Regions from separate parts of the Mus musculus genome. Here region 1 is linked to region 2. The links are chromatin contacts, called in public HiChIP or PLAC-seq maps. All regions are on one chromosome and are shown on one strand. The core of a region is the stretch at or near the end of the contact, and the rest is flanking DNA. Distances in the headings are between cores, read along the strand shown. Region 1 overlaps Anks6 (ankyrin repeat and sterile alpha motif domain containing 6). Region 2 overlaps Gabbr2 (gamma-aminobutyric acid (GABA) B receptor, 2).

Region 1 (2,700 bases), core at 153-2,652, 170 kb before region 2:
GCTCAAATTCAGTCCCTTTGCTTCCCCGGTAGGAACCGGGCAGGCTGGAGGGGCTGCGATTTGAAATTCTTGGGGCCGGTTTGGGTCCTGTCACTTTCAAATTGAGATTAATTGCTCTCTGCTCCACTCTGCTGCCTCCTTATCTGTGAAGTGGGAGGCACTGTGTACATCTCCGGATTTCAAATGAGATAAGAATCTGAAAGTACCTTGTAATCTGCAGCTAGAGATTACACTAGAGTTTGTTTTGTGCTCCCAAAACCGGTGGGAGCTTTTAACTCTACTGCAGTGGCGGTCAAAGCAGCCCCTGGTTGCCTTCTCTCTCTCAGACCTCCCTTCCCTGTCGTCAATGAGTACGTTCATTTATCAGTTCATAGACCGAATGAATATATTGAACCCTAACATGGGCCATCTCCTGTGCTAGTGACCAGGGAAGTCCCCTAACCCTGTCCTTAGTTACAATCAGGTAGGCAAGAAACAGTTTTTGAAAGAGGGCTCAGGTTTAGACAGAGAGAAGCTGCAGACTTGGGGGGTCCTCAGATGGGAGCCCAGGAAACTGCTCAGAGTTGGCGAGATGGGAGCGGGCCCTGAGCAGCACAGAGGCACAGCACCCTGCTTGGCAGGACCCTGTGAGTCACGCTCATGACGGAGTGCCTGGAAGGAGGGTAGGAAGGTGCAGAAAGGGGCTGGGAAATATCAGTGATGTAGGCAGCCCTCCTGGCTGTGGGCAGGTGGGAGGGACCTGGAGGGTTGGGTGGGGGTGGGGGCTCTCTGGAGGACAGACAGCAGGGAAAGGGATGGAGGCGGGAGGGGGCTTGAGTTTGCAGTTTCTGCACGGGAGTGTGTTTCCTCACCCACCTCTCTGCTCGGGAGAAGAGGCCCCCATCCTGCCTTGGGCTGGGGGGCCAGATCACCAGGTTCTCATTTGCACACTGCAGGAGGCAGCCTGGTGTGTCAAGGTTCACAGCCCAGAAGGTATTTTATATTCAGCTGCAGCCTCAGACCAGAGTTCAGCCCTGGCCCTGCCTCCTTCAGGGAAGGAAGCCCTGAGCTTTCGCTGAAGCACAAAATCCACTTCCACAAAGGAGGGCCGAGCGACAACTCAGCCTCCAAGCCTGACCACTGCACTGTAGTCTTCTGACACCCCCTTCCCTGGATTTGTCTTTGTGTCTATCCCCTTAGCCAGGAGGAACCTTCTTTAGCTTGGACACTCTCCGTTCAGAGACCTCACACCTTAAAACATAACTCTGCCCACTGAGAAGCGGCATCTGTCCTCCCCCTGGAGTCAGGGAGTTGGCAGGAGCCTGTCTGTCTTCTCTGGGCCCTGAATACAGCCATAGCTGGAGTTTCTTTGAGAAGGATGGGACTACACCAGGCTCATAGTCACCTGCAGTAAACATTCCTGCCAGCAGGTGGCAGTAGGGCTCCGTGGAGGTGCCAGAGTCCTTTTGCCCAGGGCAGCTGCCACACTGGGATGTGCAGGTGATGGTGGGGGCTGAGGAGGGTAGATATGAATCACCACAAAGGGAACATGAGGGGATCAGCACTGGCAGAGACAGCTTAGCAGGCCATAACTCAGAGTACAGAAAACTCAGATGTGGAGGGCAGAGTGGTATAGGCAGATGGATCTGTCCTCAGTGTGTGTAAATGTGTGCCTGTGTGTGTGTGTGTGTGTGTGTGTATATGTTTTTTTAAATTTTAGATTATTTTCTTTTGTTTTATGTGTATGCTGTTTTGCCTGCATGTCTGTGCACGTATTTGTCTGGTACCCCCTGAGTTTGGAAGACAACTTCAAATACCCTGGAGCTAGAATTGCGGATGGTTGTAAGCCACCAAGTAGGTACTGGGAATCACATCCAGGTCCTCTGCAAGAGCAACAAGTCCTGACTGCTGAGCTGTCTCTGCAGACCCCCACCTTGTTTTCTTGACAGTCTCTCATGGGCCTGGAGCATGGAGAGCAGGCGGGCAGGTTACACCGACCCACTTGTTTTCACGCCTCCACTGCTGGGATTATGTACGCGCACTACTGTGTCCATTTATTTTCTGTGTGTGTACACACATATGCATGTTTGCATGTCTATGGGTACATGTGTGAAGCCTGTGTAAGAAGTTTTCCTTGATGGCGTTCCACACCAGGCTGAGGTCATCCCTTGTGAACAGCCCCTGTGCCTGCAGTAGTTGACATTAGTGAGGGTCATCAGAACTGCTCGATTGTCAGCATTTTCTGTTCAGTGTCAACAACCCCCATCTTCCCGGCAGGTGTGGGCATGTGAGCGTGGCACACCTCCTTTTGGATCATGGAGCCGATGTCAATGCTCAGAATCGGCTGGGTGCCAGTGTGCTCACCGTGGCTTCTCGGGGTGGCCACCTGGGTGTGGTGAAGCTGCTGCTAGAGGCGGGAGCCATTGTGGACCACCACACCCCTTCTGGAGAGTCGCCAGCAACGGGAGGCAGCGGGGATGAACTGCTGGGCATTACAGCCCTGATGGCCGCTGTTCAGCATGGGCACGAGGCCGTGGTACGTCTGCTGATGGAGTGGGGTGCGGACCCTAACCACACAGCCCGGACTGTGGGCTGGAGCCCTCTGATGCTGGCAGCCCTCCTTGGGAAGCTGAATGTGGCGCAGCAGCTGGTGGAGAAGGGAGCCAACCCTGACCACCTCAGTGTACTGGAGAAGACTGCCTTCGAGGTTGCTCTCGACCG
Region 2 (2,700 bases), core at 196-2,695:
TACCGCTGATGGGAGCCCTGTTGTCAGGCAAGTTGGAAACCTGTTTCTAACAAAGAAAGCAGCAATTCCGTTAACCCAGAGGCAGGAAGGTGATGCTTTTTATGTTGGGGATTTAAAGGAGGCTGGGGAGGCGTGATTTGAGCAGCGAGCAGCAGAGAGAGAGGAGAGAACTCGGGCATCCTGAAAAGTGGGTCTCTCACCATGAAGAGCGTAAGAGCATTATCCCAGCTGTGTGAACAATATAGAGAAGTGGTTCCGGGTCTCTTTCTGCTAGTACCAGAGTGTTTTCTAACTGCCCTGCTGGAGGGTCATCCGCCTGACTGGAGGGATGGAGGCTCTAGAGTCAGCTGGGGCCCAGAGTTTTACAGGTCTCGACAACTGGTACTGGTACCCCACACTTGTTTTCAATGATTTTCTTGTCTACAAATTCTAGCCTTTTAAAAATAATTATAAAATTATTTTATGTATGTGTATATATTTTATGTATATTATTTTACGTGCAAAAAGATTTGTTTGCATATCATGTACATGGCTGGTGCCTGTGGAGGCCAGAGGACAGTGTTGGATCCCCTGAAACTGGAGTTACAGACAGCTGTAACTCCCCATGTGCTATGTGCCTGCTAGGAATTGAGCCCCGGTCCTCTGAAAGAACAACCAATGCTCTTTTTTTTTTTAAAGATTCATTTATTATTATACATAAGTACAGTGTAGCTGACTTCTGACGCACCAGAAGAAGGCGTCAGATCTCATTACGTGTGGTTGTGAGCCACCCCGTGGTTGCTGGGATTTGAACTCAGGACCTTCGGAAGAGCAGTCAACTCTCTTACCCACTGAGCCATCTTGCCAGCCCCAGCCAGTGCTCTTAAGCCACGTGTCATGACAGTGATCAGGAGAGGTTTGGAGTGTTTTCCCTCCTTTTGGGGTTTTCACTCTGATAGGTCTCTCCCCTTTCAGAGCAGGCACAGCAGAGGGAGAAGCGGAGATCAGAGATTTTCAGGGGACACTGAGGCAGCTGCAGTGGTGGATTTGCTGAGCTCCAGGCTGGGGAGGCAGGTCCTCGGGTCCTCTGATCAGGGAGCTGACCACTGGCTGGGAGGCAGAGGGAGAAGGGAAGAGTGAGCCGCTAGGATCCCTGCCACTCCAGCACATCTTTCTTCTTGCCGCTTCCTCACTGGGGTGTCTGGTGTGTTTCCTTGGTCAGGGTTTCTTTCTAGTCCTGGACAGAGCTGTGCCCTCAAGACCAGCTCTGGGCTAAGCATCAAGTGTGAAGTGTCTGCCACTGACTTCTTTTGAGACGTGTGGTATCTTTTCTCTTCCTCCACCCCAACCCCCACGACTGTGACAAATGTACATCACATCCAGTTACCGTCTTGAACATCCTTCGCGTGCCTTGTGACATTCACATTCACACTGTCACACCACCCCTCCCTCAGTTTCCAGACCTCTGCCATAATCCCACATCAAAGCCCTCACTCTCCTGAGCAGCCATCCACACTTCCCTCTCACTACGCCCCTCACAACCGCCATCGCAGTTCCTGCCTCTGTGAATTTGTCCTCCCGAGTGCTTCACATGAATGGAATCCTACAGTAACGGGCCTGTCAGAAACGAAGATATTTCAAAGAGACACGCTTGTCCCTCAATCTCACTGTTAGACTACTGAAACAATGGACCCCAGAGTAATTTGGTATCCACCCTGCCCCCTAGGAATCTCCTGCTGGGTGGAAGAAAAAGACTGAGCTTGGTTGCACCTATAGGAGGAGCTTGTCTCCAGAAAAGAGATCTCACAGCTCTAGCCACTTGTTAGACCACCTTGCAAAGTGAAATGGAAGCCCAGACAAGGATGGGTCAATGGTAGATAGGATCACACCGTGATCAGACTGCTCAGATGTGCACAGCTCCAGGCCCCTATTAACCCTTTAACCTCACTTCAGGGCTCCGACAACGATGACCTAGAGGCGGTCACTGACCCTTTCTTCCTCTCCCCAGTGTAGCCGTATCATCTGACTCTATCACGCATCCGAATTTCTTCTCTCTTTAGGGCTGTATACTATTCCAATGCATGTACCTCCAACCCTTTGCCTGTGCCTTCATTTGTTGACAGACTTCTGGATGTTTCTACCTCTGGGCTGTTGTGACTGGTACTGCTCTTAACATGGAGTACAGATATCTTTGAGTCCGTGCTCTCGGTTCTTCAGGGTTTCCATTTATACAGAGTTCTTGTACCATATGGCAATTCTTTGTTGACTTTTCAGGGTAGACGCACTGTTTTCGTCAATGTAATTGTTTTATGTCACCACCGAGAGGGTACAAAGCTTGCAGCTTCTTTACACCCTGCCAACACTTGTTCTTGTCTGTTTTCACAACAGCCAGAATGTGGCCTCATCTTTTAAAATGTAAATGACCGTAGACTGGAGGCTGGGGGACCGATGTGGCTTTCCTCTGTGTGTATGCTACAGAGACAGCTGAGGGGCTGCACTTTAAGGGCACTTAAGGCCTGGGATGTAAGACCAAAAACTTCCCTAAGCTTAGGGTCTGGGCATGGGGCTGTGTGGAGAGGCCCTAGCCGGGGCAAACTGAAGTTTGTCTAAGGGTTTGCCGTGATGGCAGGTTGATTGTATGCTCCTATTATGGGGCTCTTGCCCCAGGATAACCCATGTCTAACTTAGGCCTTGCTCCCTTTCTGTGTTTTCTCTCCAGTG

Evidence for each region. HiChIP or PLAC-seq counts read pairs in DNA pulled down with a chosen protein or histone mark.
Region 1: an H3K27ac HiChIP or PLAC-seq map of T-cell acute lymphoblastic leukemia shows a contact between it and region 2, with 4 times the contacts expected there. The contact joins two enhancer-like sites. A contact is called at or near these places in 2 of 39 promoter capture datasets (the HPC-7 cell line and hematopoietic stem and progenitor cells), 1 of 115 datasets of contacts at active chromatin or transcription factors (T-cell acute lymphoblastic leukemia) and 3 of 9 other capture datasets (embryonic stem cells, liver and pancreatic islet).

The regions. Positions count from the first base shown.
Region 1 is chr4:47,049,128-47,051,827 of GRCm38.p6, reverse strand. Anks6 (ankyrin repeat and sterile alpha motif domain containing 6) reads left to right here. Exons shown (of 16, transcript NM_001356426.1): 2 at 2,257-2,700. Among named protein-coding and RNA genes, the nearest start is that of Anks6, 6.8 kb to the left of the region's middle. Within about 2 kb of position 1,402, at least 54 of the 459 cell types and tissues checked have an H3K27ac peak or open chromatin away from gene starts, as enhancers often do. A contact at or near this core is called in T-cell acute lymphoblastic leukemia, where this site is marked.
Region 2 is chr4:46,875,801-46,878,500 of GRCm38.p6, reverse strand. It overlaps Gabbr2 (gamma-aminobutyric acid (GABA) B receptor, 2), which reads left to right. Exons shown (of 19, transcript NM_001081141.2): 2 at 2,699-2,700. Gm32208 (a long non-coding RNA gene) reads right to left here. Exons shown (of 4, transcript XR_390546.4): 4 at 664-1,089. Among named protein-coding and RNA genes, the nearest start is that of Gm32135, 5.2 kb to the left of the region's middle. Within about 2 kb of position 1,445, at least 7 of the 459 cell types and tissues checked have an H3K27ac peak or open chromatin away from gene starts, as enhancers often do. A contact at or near this core is called in T-cell acute lymphoblastic leukemia, where this site is marked.